Regions from separate parts of the Mus musculus genome. Here region 2 is linked to region 1. The links are chromatin contacts, called in public HiChIP or PLAC-seq maps. All regions are on one chromosome and are shown on one strand. The core of a region is the stretch at or near the end of the contact, and the rest is flanking DNA. Distances in the headings are between cores, read along the strand shown.

What was found. HiChIP or PLAC-seq counts read pairs in DNA pulled down with a chosen protein or histone mark.
Region 2: an H3K27ac HiChIP or PLAC-seq map of embryonic stem cells shows a contact between it and region 1, with 15 read pairs. The contact joins the promoter of Mical1 here to the enhancer-like site in region 1. A contact is called at or near these places in 8 of 39 promoter capture datasets (the C10 cell line, embryonic stem cells, hematopoietic stem and progenitor cells and 4 more), 1 of 15 datasets of contacts at CTCF or cohesin (large pre-B cells), 18 of 484 Hi-C or Micro-C datasets (the C10 cell line, CD8 T cells, the HPC-7 cell line and 12 more), 11 of 115 datasets of contacts at active chromatin or transcription factors (the 230-238 cell line, CD8 T cells, bone marrow-derived macrophages and 5 more) and 5 of 9 other capture datasets (adipose tissue, embryonic stem cells, liver and 2 more).

Annotation. Positions count from the first base shown.
Region 1 is chr10:41,432,596-41,440,505 of GRCm38.p6, forward strand. It overlaps Ak9 (adenylate kinase 9), which reads left to right. Exons shown (of 40, transcript NM_001370813.1): 40 at 491-973. The coding sequence ends at 693. Among named protein-coding and RNA genes, the nearest start is that of Zbtb24, 14 kb to the right of the region's middle. Within about 2 kb of position 2,761, at least 8 of the 459 cell types and tissues checked have an H3K27ac peak or open chromatin away from gene starts, as enhancers often do. A contact at or near this core is called in embryonic stem cells, where this site is marked.
Region 2 is chr10:41,471,007-41,478,916 of GRCm38.p6, forward strand. It overlaps Mical1 (microtubule associated monooxygenase, calponin and LIM domain containing 1), which reads left to right and starts at 5,308. Exons shown (of 24, transcript NM_138315.2): 1 at 5,308-5,534; 2 at 7,004-7,308; 3 at 7,422-7,629. The coding sequence starts at 7,051. Gm51797 (a long non-coding RNA gene) reads right to left here and starts at 7,034. Exons shown (of 2, transcript XR_003948996.1): 1 at 6,668-7,034; 2 at 1-1,286.

The sequences.
Region 1 (7,910 bases), core at 1,511-4,010:
GCACTTGTTGTACCGTACGTGGTAGACAGGGTTGTTAAACGAGGTTGATTGTCTGCTTGCATGGGAGGGGGCAAATGAAATACAGGGTAAATATCTATAGGAAAATATCAAAACTGAAATCCCGAGTTTTTCAATCAAGGACGATGCACTGGACCCAGTGGTGCAGGTCTGTAAAAGCCAGCAGGAGGCTGAGGAGGATTACTAAGATCAAAGCCTGCCCAGGCTACGGAGCCGACTCTAGCTCAGTCCAGTAACTTAGTAAGGCCCTCTCTCAAAAACAAAACTTAGAGTCAGCACTCAAAAATCCATGCCATAGAGAAAAGCGAGTCCAGAAAATGATGACCTAAGCTAGACAGCCCTCTAACCTATGTGGGATGGGACCATCTCCCCCTTGGCTGGGTGTGCTCTCCTTACACGTGAAGTTCTCCTCTGGCATGGCTTACTAACCACCTGTCAGAAAACATTCCCAACTCTGTGACATTTTCTACAGCATTCAATCCCAAGGGTTCTGAATATTCAAGGAAAAAATATAAGAAGAAGCTGGAGCAGTTTGTGGAAAGATGCGAACTCATAACGTACCTCAGTTCCAAGATGACCCGGAAGTACAAGGAGCCTCAGTTCAGAGCCATCGACTTCGACCATAAGCTACAGACATTTTTATCCTTGAAAAACATAGACCCAGTTACTGGGTAGCTTGCTTACGTTACAGAGACCCAAATCCCAGAACTCTCCAAGGGACAGAGGGAATTGAAGAGCAGAATTAATACCCTGCATTTTCTGAAGTATACTTCCCTCCTGCCTAATGTTGTGTATGTAGTTCCTGGGCCTCAGATGGACTCAAAAGGCCTAACCAGGAAGGGTCACCCTCTGAGTATTCATGCAGCTTTCAACTTTATTCCTTTTTTCCCCCTAAATTTGATGCTCCCACAAAATAGGCATTCCATTTGAGATATTAAAATACGTACTACATGTATTTTCTTTTGTTTTTTGTTGTTTTTTTTTTCTCTTTTATGGGGAGGCCAGGTTGAGACAGGGTCTCTCCACACAGCCCAGGCCATCCTGGAACTCACTAGGTAGACCAGGCTGGCCTGGAACTCACAGAACTCCACCTGCCTCTGCCTCCCCAGTGTGAGATTAAATATGTGTGCCACTCCTAGCCCTGCAGAGACTTGTGTGCCAGGGTGGGACATACCTCCTCCCTCTCAGAAGATCAGAGGAGAAGAGGAGGGGGAGGGGCCTTGAGAGGGGACCAGGATGGGGGCATCGATAAGGATGTAAAGTCAATTTTATTTATTTGTTTGTTTGTTTTGTTTTGTTTTGTTTTGTTTTTTCCAAGACAGGGTTTCTCTGTCCTGGAACTTACTCTGTAGACCAGGCTGGCCTTGAATTCGAAATCCGCCTGCCTCTGCCTCCTAAGTGCTGGGATTAAAGGAGTGTGCCACCACTGCCCAGCCCTAAAGTCAATTTTTTTTTTTAATTCATTGTTTTGTTTTTTTTTTTAAAGATTTATTTATTTACTGTAAGTACATTGTAGCTGTCTTCAGACACTCCAGAAGAGGGAGTCAGATCTCGTTAAGGATGGTTGTAAGCCACCATGTGGTTGCTGGGATTTGAACTCTGGACCTTTGGAAGAGCAGTCGGGTGCTCTTACCCACTGAGCCATCTCACCAGCCCTAAAGTCAATTTTAAAAAGGAAAAAAAGGTGTGTGCTACTATGCCTAGCCTTGTCTTCCTACTATGCCTAGCCTTGTCTTCCTTCCTTCATTCCTTCCTTTCACATTTTCAGTAGAAAGCTAGTCTCTATTAAAGAAAATTACCCAGTAAACATTAGAAACCTTCAAGAGACAAAACTAATAGAAATCTTGGTCATACTTTTTACATAAGAAATTGTTTGTATATTTTCTGAACATAAGACACTGTCATTTTCCCAACAAAATAACTAAAATCCGTCGTAACTGACAGGCTGCCCCCATTCTTCCCTGATTGAAATATGCTTAATATGTGGTTCTATAGCTAGAAGTCACTAGGGTTCTAAGAGGAAATGCAGATTTTTATGAAATATGTCAAAAGAGTGTAAGGGAGGGGAAAATTGTTAGATCTGAATACATTTTTATCTTATTTTATTTTTTAAAGATTTATTTATTTATTACATGTAAGTACACTGGAGCTGACTTCAGACACTCCAGAAGAGGGCGCCAGATTTCGTTACAGATGGTTGTGAGCCACCATGTAGTTTGCCTGGACCTTGGAAGAGCAGTCAGTGCACTTAACCACTGAGCCATCTCTCCAGCCCCCCACCCCCACCCCCGAATGTGTTTTTAAAATAAGGACAAATGTTTAGCAGCTGTATAAAACAGCTAAAGTGTTAAATGGTTTAAAAATGTAGGGCATAGAGAGGGCCCAGAAAGCAGCCTCTTAGCAGCACCGCTTACCAGTGCCTAGAATGTCAGCTTCAGGGAGTCTCTGGCCTCTGAGGGTACTGTTCTCATGCACAGATAAACACACATACCCGTAAATAAAAATAACAAATCTTTTTAAAAATGAGTGTGTGTGTGTGTGTGTGTGTGAGAGAGAGAGAGGGGGGGGGGAGATAGAGAGAGAGAGAGAAATTTAATATACAGTTCTTAAATAAAAACTAAGCTAGAATACAGGGCTGAGGATGCCTCTTGGCTGGAAGATGTTTAGCTCACATGCAGGAAAGCCGGGTTCCATCCCCAGCCCCTCACATGCTCGAGATTCCAGCCCTGGAAAGTGGAAGCAGGAGGATCGGAATGTCAAGGTCATCCTTGGCTACATAACAACAGTCCAAGTTCAAAGTCAGCCCAGGCTATAGGGAGCATTGCTTCAAAAAAAGGAGGAAGAGGGAGGGAGTTGTGGGGGTGGGGGGAGAGAGGAAGAGAAAAGAAAAAAGAAAATTCCCCTAACCCTATTAGAAGACTGGGAGTTGACTACAAAAACTTTTTTTCTGGGGATTTAAGCACCACCCACTTTCTCTCTCTCTCACTCTCTTTCTCTCTCCCTCCCTCCCTCTCTCCCTTCCTCCCTCCCTCCCTTTCTTTTCTTTTCTTTCTCTCTCTCTCTCTCTCTCTCTCTCTCTCTCTCTCTCTCTCTCTCTTTTTTTTTTCTTTGAGACAGGGTTTCTCTATATAGCCCTGGCTGTCCTGGAACTCACTTTGTAGACCAGGCTGGCCTCGAACTCAGAAATCTGCCTGCCTCTGCCTCCCGAGTGCTGGGATTAAAGGCGTGCGCCACCACGCCTGGCTTGCTTGCTTGCCTTCTTTCTTTCTTTCTTCCTTTCTTTCTTTCTTTCTTTCTTTCTTTCTTTCTTTCTTTCTTTCTTTCTTTCTTTTTCTCTTTCTTTCTTCCTTCCTTCCTTCCTTCCTTCCTTGCTTCCTTCTTTCCTTCCTTTCTTTCTTCCTGGGTGGTTTGCCTGCACATATGTCTGAGAGTGCCAATACCCCGGAACTGGAATTATAGACGAATGTTAGCCATCATATGGGCGCTGAATCTAATTCAAGTCCTCTGGAAGAGCAGACAGTGCTCTTAACCCTGGAGCCATCTCTCCGGCCACCCCACCCACATAACCAATTTTTTAATATTTGTAATTTACCATTTTCTCACCAGACTACAATTTACTGGCCTTTTCATTTCTAACGAGATTTCCACGGCCCGTCTTTTCAGCCAGTTGGGTATACTGGCATCCCTTAGCAATTAAGCCTAACAGCATATTCCATCCCCTTTGAGTTTCAGGTTTTGAGGGGCAGCAGCCCATGCTGATTGGCTCCAAGTATTTTAGGGACCTCCAAGAAACATCTCACATTCCCCCCGAGCAAGTCCATATCCTCTGCATATCACTTGTCTGGGGATTATGTTTGCTAATTTGGATTCTACTCATTCCCACTGAACTTAAGGCTGGAACTAGGAACCCAGGTGTAGGACCCAAAGTCATTCCAAGTGGGCTCAGTTTGTGTAGCTGTCCAGCAGCCATGGATGAACTGGGTACGTGAAAGGGAGGCTGGAAATGAAAAAGGATGGGAGGTGAGAGAAGGATGTGAAAGACCCCACCATCAGGCTTAGCAAGCTAGCTGCAGTAACGCCATTTTGCAAGGCATGAAAAAGTACCAGAGCTAAGTTCTCAAAAGTTACAAGAAAGTTCAGTTAAAGATTAACAGTTAAAGATTAAGGCTGAATAATACCGGGACAGGGGCCAAATATCGGTGGTCAAGCACCTGGGCCCCGGCTCAGGGCCAAGAACAGATGGCTCTCAGACGTCAGTGTTAGCAGAACTAGCTTCACTGATTTAGAAAAATAGAGGTGCACAGAGCTCTGGCCACTCCTTGAACCTGTGTGTCTGCCAATGTTCTGACCAGGTGTGTGCCCATTGTTGAACCTTCATTAGACCCTCTCCTCGTACCCCTCCCATACCCATTTCTTGAAAATAGACATTGTTTAGAACTAAAAAGTCCCACCTCAGTTTCCCCAAATGACCGAGAAATACCCCAAGCCTTATTCGAACTAACCAACCAGCTCGCTTCTCGCTTCTGTAACCGCGCTTTTTGCTCCCCAGCCCCAGCCCTATAAAAAGGGTAAAAACTCCACACTCGGCGCGCCAGTCCTCCGATAGACTGCGTCGCCCGGGTACCCGTGTTCCCAATAAAGCCTCTTGCTGTTTGCATCCGAATCGTGGTCTCGCTGGTCCTTGAGAGGGTCTCCTCAGATTGATTGACTACCCACGTCGGGGGTCTTTCATTTGGAGGTCCCACCGAGATTTGGAGACCCCTGCCCAGGGACCACCGACCCCCCGCCGGGAGGTAAGCTGGCCAGCGGTCGTTTCGTGTCTGTCTCTGTCTTCGTGCGTGTTTGTGCCGGCATCCAATGTTTGCGCCTGCGTCTGTACTAGTTAGCTAACTAGATCTGTATCTGGCGGTTCCGCGGAAGAACTGACGAGTTCGTATTCCCGGCCGCAGCCCCTGGGAGACGTCCCAGCGGCCTCGGGGGCCCGTTTTGTGGCCCATTCTGTATCAGTTAACCTACCCGAGTCGGACTTTTTGGAGCTCCGCCACTGTACGTGGCTTTGTTGGGGGACGAGAAACAGAGACACTTCCCGCCCCCGTCTGAATTTTTGCTTTCGGTTTTACGCCGAAGCCGCGCCGCGCGTCTGATTTGTTTGTTGTTCTTTTGTTCTTCGTTAGTTTTCTTCTGTCTTTAAGTGTTTTCGAGATCATGGGACAGACCGTAACTACCCCTCTGAGTTTAACCTTGCAGCACTGGGGAGATGTCCAGCGCATTGCATCCAACCAGTCTGTGGATGTCAGGAAGAGGCGCTGGATTACCTTCTGTTCCGCTGAATGGCCAACTTTCAATGTGGGATGGCCTCAGGATGGTACTTTCAATTTAAGTATTATCTCTCAGGTTAAGTCTAGAGTGTTTTGTCCTGGTCCCCACGGACACCCGGATCAGGTCCCATATATCGTCACCTGGGAGGCACTTGCCTATGACCCCCCTCCGTGGGTCAAACCGTTTGTGTCTCCTAAACTTCCTCCCTTGCCGACAGCTCCCGTCCTCCCGCCCGGTCCTTCTGCGCAACCTCCGTCCCGATCTGCCCTTTACCCTGCCCTTACCCCCTCTATAAAGTCCAAACCTCCTAAGCCCCAGGTTCTCCCTGATAGCGGCGGACCCCTCATTGACCTTCTCACAGAGGACCCCCCGCCGTACAGAGCACAACCCTCCTCCTCTGCCAGGGAGAACGACGAAGAAGAGGCGGCCACCACCTCCGAGGTTTCCCCCCCTTCTCCCATGGTGTCTCGACTGCGGGGAAGGAGAGACCCTCCCGCAGTGGACTCCACCACCTCCCAGGCATTTCCACTCCGCATGGGGGGAGATGGCCAGCTTCAGTATTGGCCGTTTTCCTCTTCGGATTTATACAATTGGAAAAATAATAACCCTTCCTTTTCTGAAGATCCAGGTAAATTGACGGCCTTGATTGAGTCCGTCCTCATCACCCACCAGCCCACCTGGGACGACTGTCAGCAGTTGTTGGGGACCCTGCTGACCGGAGAAGAAAAGCAGCGGGTGCTCCTAGAGGCTAGAAAGGCAGTCCGGGGCGATGATGGACGCCCCACTCAGTTGCCTAATGAAGTCAATGCTGCTTTTCCCCTTGAACGCCCCGGTTGGGATTACACCACTACAGAAGGTAGGAACCACCTAGTCCTCTATCGCCAGTTGCTCTTAGCGGGTCTCCAGAACGCGGGCAGAAGTCCCACCAATTTGGCCAAGGTAAAAGGGATAACCCAGGGACCTAATGAGTCTCCCTCAGCCTTTTTAGAGAGACTCAAAGAGGCCTATCGCAGGTACACTCCTTATGACCCTGAGGACCCAGGGCAAGAAACCAATGTGTCTATGTCATTCATCTGGCAGTCTGCCCCGGATATCGGGCGAAAGTTAGAGCGGTTAGAAGATTTAAAGAGCAAGACCTTAGGAGACTTAGTGAGGGAAGCTGAAAAGATCTTTAATAAGCGAGAAACCCCGGAAGAAAGAGAGGAACGTATCAAGAGAGAAACAGAGGAAAAAGAAGAACGCCGTAGGGCAGAGGATGAGCAGAGAGAGAAAGAAAGGGACCGCAGAAGACATAGAGAGATGAGCAAGCTCTTGGCCACTGTAGTTATTGGTCAGAGACAGGATAGACAGGGGGGAGAGCGGAGGAGGCCCCAACTTGATAAGGACCAATGCGCCTACTGCAAAGAAAAGGGACACTGGGCTAAGGACTGCCCAAAGAAGCCACGAGGGCCCCGAGGACTGAGGCCCCAGACCTCCCTCCTAACCTTAGGTGACTAGGGAGGTCAGGGTCAGGAGCCCCCCCCTGAACCCAGGATAACCCTCAAAGTCGGGGGGCAACCCGTCACCTTCCTGGTAGATACTGGGGCCCAACACTCCGTGCTGACCCAAAATCCTGGACCCCTAAGTGATAAGGCTGCCTGGGTCCAAGGGGCTACTGGAGGAAAGCGGTATCGCTGGACCACGGATCGCAAAGTACATCTAGCTACCGGTAAGGTCACCCACTCTTTCCTCCATGTACCAGACTGCCCCTATCCTCTGCTAGGAAGAGACTTGCTGACTAAACTAAAAGCTCAAATCCACTTCGAGGGATCAGGAGCTCAGGTTATGGGACCAATGGGACTGCCCCTGCAAGTGCTGACCCTAAACATAGAAGATGAGTATCGGCTACATGAGACCTCAAAAGAGCCGGATGTTTCTCTAGGGTCCACCTGGCTTTCTGATTTTCCCCAGGTCTGGGCGGAAACCGGGGGCATGGGACTGGCAGTTCGCCAAGCTCCTCTGATCATACCTCTGAAGGCAACCTCTACCCCCGTGTCCATAAAACAATACCCCATGTCACAAGAAGCCAGACTGGGGATCAAGCCCCACATACAGAGACTGTTGGACCAGGGAATACTGGTACCCTGCCAGTCCCCCTGGAACACGCCCCTGCTACCCGTTAAGAAACCAGGGACTAATGATTATAGGCCTGTCCAGGATCTGAGAGAAGTCAACAAGCGGGTGGAAGACATCCACCCCACCGTGCCCAACCCTTACAACCTCTTGAGCGGGCTCCCACCGTCCCACCAGTGGTACACTGTGCTTGATTTAAAGGATGCCTTTTTCTGCCTGAGACTCCACCCCACCAGTCAGCCTCTCTTCGCCTTTGAGTGGAGAGATCCAGAGATGGGAATCTCAGGACAATTGACCTGGACCAGACTCCCACAGGGTTTCAAAAACAGTCCCACCCTGTTTGATGAGGCACTGCACAGAGACCTAGCAGACTTCCGGATCCAGCACCCAGACTTGATCCTGCTACAGTACGTGGATGACTTACTGCTGGCCGCCACTTCTGAGCTAGACTGCCAACAAGG
Region 2 (7,910 bases), core at 4,058-6,557, 41 kb after region 1:
CTTTCCTCAGCAGATATCCTATGGCTCTGGATTTCTCGAACATCTTGATCTTGGGGTCTCCAAGGCAACCTTAACGTTACACCTTCTTGTTCCAATGTCTGGAATCTACACATGATCTGGACTCCTCCAAAGGGCTGGCGTCACTTCTCCAGCTCTGCCCTCTGAGGCTCTGGTTGATTCCACTCCACTGCTGCTGCTGTTCTTGGTGATCATGCCATGGCATCTCCAATACACTGGGGGCTTCCACTGAAATTGGGCTTTACCATTAGGCTCTCTTCGTGCTGCCAAACCTCAACTTCTTTGCATGATTCCTTCAGTCCTAGGCCACCAACTACAACTGAGGCTGCACTTTCACTAATGGCCTTCACAGTACCAAGCCTCAGCTGCTCTTCATGACCCCTTCATATCTTCACAACCAGTACCTACTGGGTGACTGTTACACATTACAAAGTCCAGCTGCAGCACGAGGTACAATCTTGACCATTTCTGGAACACAGATTATTTGTGCTCTCAGGAAACACTTGCCAGATTTCACCTCAGTGATGCTGGTCTCTTCTTCTTCTTCTTTTTTTTTTTTTTTGGTTTTTCGAGACAAGGTTTCTCTGTATAGTCCTGGCTGTCCTGGAGCTCACTTTGTAGACCAGGCTGGCATCGAACTCAGAAATCCGACTGCCTCTGCCTCCCGAGTGCTGGGATTAAAGGCATGTGCCACCACGCCCGGCTGATGCTGGTCTCTTCTTAATCACTGCTAATTTCTTAGCTCTAGCTAACCAGCATCAATTGTCCCAATAGTCCCTTCTACTCTGAACTCTAAAGCCAGAGCTACATGGATGAAGCTCCTGAAGTCTGCTGCTTGTTGGGGCTGGAACATACCCCCCACCCCCTTATTCTATTACCGATTTTCTGTTTTCCAACTCCCTCACTGCCTAAGCTTGGCTGTCCTGAAACTTGCTCTGTAGATTGACCTTGAACTCAGATCTGCATGGCTCTATCTCCTGAATGCTGGGATCAAAGGTATGTATTGTACTGCACACCTGAATTTAAGCTTTTCTCTACGTGGAACTTGTTCTGTACAAGGCTGGCCTTGAATTCAGAAATCTGCTTGTCTCTGTCTCCTGGGATTAAAGGTGTGTGCCACTATGATTGGACGTAAGCTTTTCATGGCCACTGTTCCTCAAGATCAAAAGCCTGTGTCTTGCAGTCTCAGGATCTGGATCCCAAGTGTGCCCTCCATATCTGGATTGTAGTTCACTCCAGATTAAAAGTCCAAACTATTCCTTGTTCAACTGTAAACACAAAAAAAGATAAGTTTAGCTAGGTGGAATCTTGCCCTGAGATCACCACCCACTTAATCTCTTTATCTCCAGGACACGAGACTCAACTCCACTTCACTTCCTGGTGCCCCTTTATTACTTGAACCATACATTTTACATTTTTCCTTTTCATTAAAACATTCTTCATAAGACTAAATCGGAGGGGGAAAAGTCTTTGCTGAGCTCTTTTGAGACTTCCTTTGTCAATGCAATTAAGATAAATCTCTTTACTTTAGTCTCAGGCAGACTCTTCAGATAAGGGCAAAAAGCAGCCACATTCCTCACCAAGATACAGCCTCTAGGCCACATACTGAAATTCTTCTCCACTGAAACCCCCTGGGCCAGGTCTGAACAGTTTAAATCACTCTCAGCAACAAAGTCTTCCTATTCCTTCTAGGATGGCCCATTAAGCCCCACTTAAAGCATTCCACCACTTTCCAAATCCACATTCTTCCAAACAAAAGCATGGCCAGGTCTATCATCAATCCCCCAGTTCCTGGTACCAACTTCTATCTTTGTTAGGGTTTTACTGCTGTGAAGACACCATGACCAAGGCAACTCTTAAGAGGATAACACTTAATTAGGGCTGGCTGACAGGTTCAGAGGTTCAGTCCATTATCATCAAGGCAGGAACATGGCAGCATCCAGGCAGGCACAGTGCAAGAGGAGGTGAGAGTTCTACATCTTCATTTGAAGGCCACTAGGAGAAGACTGGCTCCCACGTGGTTAGGAGGAGGGTCTTAAAGCCCACGCCCACAGTGACACACTTCCTCCAACAAGGCCACATCTTCAAAGTAGTGCCACTCCCTGGACCAGACATATTTAAACCACCGCACAGAGGGAGAGGTGTGGAGAGGAGTGGGGAGAAAAAAGGCAGGCAGGTTTATTTCAGATTCACCCAGTTGTAGAGAGGAGCAATTACTTAGTTTTTATGGGGATTCCCTGCCCTACCCTTCCCATTCCCCCGTTGTTTGTGATGGGGTCTCCTGTAGCTTAGGCTGGCCCTTGTTATGTAATGGAGTATGGCCTTGAACTTGGCTCCTCCTGCTTCCATCTCCTGAGTGCTAGTGTTACAAATAGAAGCAACCACATCCGGTTTTCATATGATGCTGGGTATTAAACCAGGGCTTCTTGCATGCCAGGCAAGACTACCAACTGAACTACATCCTCAGCCCAGGAGTGATTTCTTGCTTGCACACAGGCAAGCAAGCAGGCAGGCACGCATGCACATACCCATGTGTGCATGCATACCCTCTGCCCCACATGGGATCTATCACCAAGACCTACCATACCTCAGGCTATCTTTTGAGTCTATCCTGTCTCCATATTCACTGTGTGTTGTGTCCTTCCTTAGTCTTTTCCATGGGTTCTGAGTCATGGTTTCTAATTCCCTTGCCTGGCCCCTTTCTCTAATAGAAAGCTGTATTTTTTACCATTGTCCCCTTAGCAACATACAGAATGCCTTGCTAAATGGATAGATTATATTATTTTAATTATGACTTCAACTTCTTCTGCAATTCCCCTCTGCACCTAGAATAAAATCCCCAGCCCAGCTTCCTCTTGGGCCCTTCTTCTACATTCTCACTTCCGGCCACACTGGGTTACCTCTCTATTGGCCAATACACACCCCACTCATTCTGCCTGCAGCTCAGGGGCGGGTGGTTCCTCAGCCAGGAAAGTTGTTCAAACCATTCAAGTCAAAATTATGGGAAGCTCTTCCAGACCCTCTAATCTTAACCAGTCAGCATCTCATAACTGAGACATGCGACACCTTTGGTTCTGGGTCTATTTTACATTGGGAACTGTGGCTTTCTGGGTTGTACTGACTCTAGGCCAGGCCCATCAGAGCTGAAGGTTCTGAGCTTCAGATTCAAGACCATATCATAGACTGACTTACAGACAGATGTCTTCTGTGGTATTAGAAAGTTTCTTTTCTGGCCCTACGCCCAGGAGATCAGAGGTTAGGAGGTAAGATAAGGAAATAAAAATAGCTTTGCAGAAAGACAGAACTTGGTCTGAGACACACACACACACACACACACACACACACACACACACACACACACAAAGAGGATCCTGTCCTTAGTGCCTCGAGACTTTAAACTAAGCGGCTGCTAGTGTAATGTTTTCCAAACCCATTAGAATGGGGCTCTTTGAAAATTGAATTTTCATGTGTGGGACATTTATTTTATTTAATCCAACATGAACTATAGTCAGTATGACTAGGCCAACTACTTTTAGCTCACATAAATACACAACTTCGGGTCATAACTCAAGATCCTAATAAGGGAAAAAATGCTTGTTTTACTCTGTACATTTCTGAGAATCGGCAACACGGAATAAAAAGGCCCCAGACCTGAAACTAGCTAAGGAAGTTGGGTCATTCAAAATGCTTCCATTTAGAGACCAGGAGACTGAGGTGTGTGTGCTGGTGGTGACTTTGAGACACAGTAGGCCTGGTACAGAAATCTGACAGAGAGACAGACAGACAGACAGACAGACCTTCTGGAGTCCTGAAGCTCTGTGGCTCTAAGGTGGGTCTTTAACTAGCAGCAAGGAAAGCTGGAAATCAGCAGGTTTTTAAGAGCTGAGGAACTCGTTCTGTGATCCTTTTAAAAGGCAGCCTTCACAGCCTTTAAATTTGTTGCTCATAGAGCCACACAACCCTGTTTGGCTACAACTGAAAGTCTCTGGGGGAACCTGGGTCTTTGTAAACAAGACACAGTAAGTTGCTGTAGTCCATCTGCTAATAAAAGGGAGAGGCATGATCCTGAAAGCCGGAAGCCCATCTCTACTGGGCTTTTTAGAACATTTTTTACACTGTGTGTTTAAGTATGGGTGTGTATGACATTCTGCAAATTTGTTCCAAGCAAAATGATGTCACTCTCAGGAACACAAGTGGGCCCAGCTCAAAGGCTTCCTGGCTTCCAAAGTGTGTGGCCTGGCTGGATTGTTGGCCTCTCCTGGCAGAGGGCTGGCATTTCCTCTTGCTTCTCTCTCTGCCTTCTTATCAGCTGCAGCTGTGTGTGTTTAGAGCTCAGGACTTACTGGGTACCCCAGTATATCTGGACAAAATGCAAAATGATTTATTCAAACACAAACCCAAAAAGATAGCCACTGGACCTTGGCTTTTGTTGGTCCCTGGACCTCAAGAAGAGAGATGTAGCCATTTTTTCCTAGGTTAAGCACTTCTGGGGTAGCGATTTTACTTCCTCATGATGTCAAACCTTATTTCAGTCCCGTGGTTTAACAGTGGTAGGTTGGGATCCAGAAAGGCCTGGGGCTGATAGCATCCATGCCACTGGCTGGTGAACATGTGCAGTCATGAAGCCTCATTGACATTTCAGTAAAATAGGTTTTGTTAATGCTCATGCAATAAATGAGAACTGCTGTTTTATTAACTTTAAAGCTGCTTGATTTTGAACAATTCCTTTCATGCTACAATTTCTTAACAGGAAATACTAAGAATTTGATTCCAAAGTTCCCTAGCATTGTCTGAGTCTTGACTTTAGTTCTGCACATTGAAGTTTTATCCTCTCCCACATACCCTTACCATCCTGTTTTTCTTAGTTGAAAACACACACACACACACACACCTGGTTGTGTGTGTACCTGGTTGAAAGATGTGGACCAGGACTTTAAGCTTTGTCTTTAGCCTGAGCCTGGGAGCCAGCCGACCTGTCCCAGGAGAGATGGACCCCCGCAACTGGATCGCCTGTGGCGCCAGGGGTGTGAATTTATCGGTGGGAGAGGTGAAGAGAGCTCAGACATCTGGCGCCACTCTCGGTTCTTGCAGCTTCAATAAACTTCTTGCCGGAGGCCTGCGCCCGCTCGGCCAGCTCTTGGAAGTGGCCTACAGCGTGGGTACCACCGGGGCGGACTCAGGCACGGTCACTCAAGTCTCTGCTCTCCCTGTCCCTGCCTGGCCAGACCGTTTGGAGGCCCCCAGCAGCCCCTGGTGTAGGCAGAACCACGCCCTACAGCACCACCCGGCAGGCGTGGGCGGGACCCAGGCTGTCCCCAGAGGAGGACTGCGGAGTACGGAGGTTCGGAGTAAGTCTTCCTCTGTGCTCTGCGCTGGCGCTGCGGTCCAAACTCTTTGGAACTCCCCGGTTTCTGCCACCAGGCATCTCTTGCTTTCCCTGCGCCACCCCTTCCTCTGCCCCTAGGCCTGGGACACCCTTCCGACAGGAAGCGGCTCTTCCAGCCCCAGAAACGCTGGTAAGTAATCCAGCGATGCCTGCTGTGCGTCCTCCTGCTCGCTGGGCTGGGGGTGAGGATAAGGAAGGGGGTGGGGAGCGCTTCCGGGGAAATGGGGTAGGGAGCCACGCCTGGCTGGTTTGGCGGGTCCTCTTGCCGGCCCTACCCAGATGAGCGCCTTTGTGCAGATTTTGCTGTCTAGAGTATTGGGAGCTCTCACCCCCGCTGCTCAAGGTCCAGCTCTCCATCCCTTTAGACGCTCCACCAATGGCACATCCTTTGTGCTTGTTTCCAGTCTGGGTACCTCTTTTATTTCCTTTAGCAGAGGTCGCTCCAACCCCCAGTCTCCCACTTCCAAGAGGGACTCCTGTCCTTTCTGAAGATCTATCCACTCTTGTCCTAGTGACCCCCTAGGGCAACCTTTGCCTCCTCCTACTACGCGGGCAATGAAGGGGCTGCTGGGGGATGATAGATCGGCCCACAACCCCCCCACCCCACCACCTAGTTGCCTCTCCCACCGAGAGCAACCCATCCCCCCATACTCTTCATCTCTTCCGGTGGCAGCGTGAGAAAGCCCTCCAAGAGCCCTTAAGCTGCGTGTGGGCTGGAGGGAAGGAAAGGGGTACAAAGAGAGGCCTTGTCTCCAGAGATTCCTGGGAGAGCACAGAGGAACGCCGTGGGAGTGAGGCTAGGGGTCGATTAGATGTGAGGGTCTGCGGAAGGGGTTGCTAACCCCACTCCTTCCCACAGCCCGTTGGAGCAGCGACGCAATCTCTTCTCAGGGGAAGTGTTTTGACCACAGTGAGTCAGAAGGTCTGTCATGCAGACAACAGTCACAACATTCTCAGGCTATTTGTGAGGGTAGTTTGGGTGGCTGAGAAGTGGAATCTACACAGGCAGTGTTGCCCCTTGTCAGGAGGCAAGCACGTGGAAAAGAACTTTGCCTTTGGGGAGAGGCACATCCTACAACCAGCGTGGCACTAAGTTCGCCAAAGGGCGCTGGCGAACAGAGACTTAGGAAGAAATGGGTGTGTGTCTGTGAGGCAGCCGCAGTTGAACTGGGGTGTTAGTTCCTGCTGTCTACAAGAAGGGAAACCTCCGCCCCCACCCCACCCCTGGCAGCCCGCTGAGAAACTCCCCCGTGTCCTACTTACAGGTCCTAGGGAACGCCCACTACAATTTCTTGTCCCCTGGGCCTCGGAGATCGCATATGAAAGCTGCCATGACACTGGTCGACAGGAGGCTCCCTTAGCATCCTTGTGCCCAGGACTACTGTGTTTTCATTTCTAAATTTGGCGAATTTCACTTTATAAGAGATAGCTGCTGTCTCAGAAGGGGTCGGGGGTGTGGATCATGGCCTGGGAGTGGACTGGAAGCAGAACCAATCAGAGGTGGACCCTGAGCTCCCTTGTGACAACGGCCTGCGCTGCTGGCTCCTCCCCCTTTCTTTTCCCTCCCTCCAATCTTGCCTTCTCTTTTTTTTCCCACAGACACTGGGTTTTCTCCCAGCTGCTCCTGCTGTCAACAGGGGCCCTACATGGCATCACCCGCCTCCACCAACCCAGCACATGACCACTTTGAGACCTTTGTGCAGGCACAGCTGTGCCAGGATGTACTGAGTAGCTTTCAGGGGCTCTGTAGAGCCCTGGGAGTGGAGTCTGGTGGGGGATTGTCCCAGTACCACAAGATCAAGGCCCAGCTCAACTACTGGAGTGCCAAGTCACTGTGGGCCAAGTTGGACAAGAGAGCGAGCCAGCCTGTGTACCAGCAAGGCCAGGCCTGTACCAACACCAAGGTAGATATGTAGAGTCTGGGAGTGGTGTGAGCATCAGGGGAGACAGAAGGAGACAGGATGCTACATACCCCCCCACCCCCACCCCCCACCCCGGTGTGTGTGTGTGCTTGCAGTGTCTCGTGGTAGGTGCCGGGCCTTGCGGACTTCGGGCTGCTGTGGAGTTGGCACTGTTAGGTGCCCGAGTGGTACTTGTGGAAAAGCGTATCAAGTTCTCTAGGCACAATGTGCTCCATCTCTGGCCCTTCACCATCCATGACCTTCGGGCACTTGGGGCCAAGAAGTTCTACGGGCGCTTCTGTACTGGCACCCTGGACCATATCAGTAAGAACTTCATGTTGGCCCTCGGGTTGGTGTGCCCAAGTCTAGAGAAGGGAGACTGCAGGGTCAGGCAAAAGCCAGGGTGAACAGGCGTCACTGTAACCAGGAGACCTTTAAGAACCGGATCTGACATCTGTAAAACGGACAGTGGTTTTTCTTATCCAAGTAGTAACCCTGCCTGGTTTCTGAGCTCCAATGTTATCAGGTTTTCAGAGTTGTGTGGTCACAGATGGGCTCAGTGGTCTCTTAGCCTCCTGTAGCTCTGAACAGAAGCACAGTAGAGC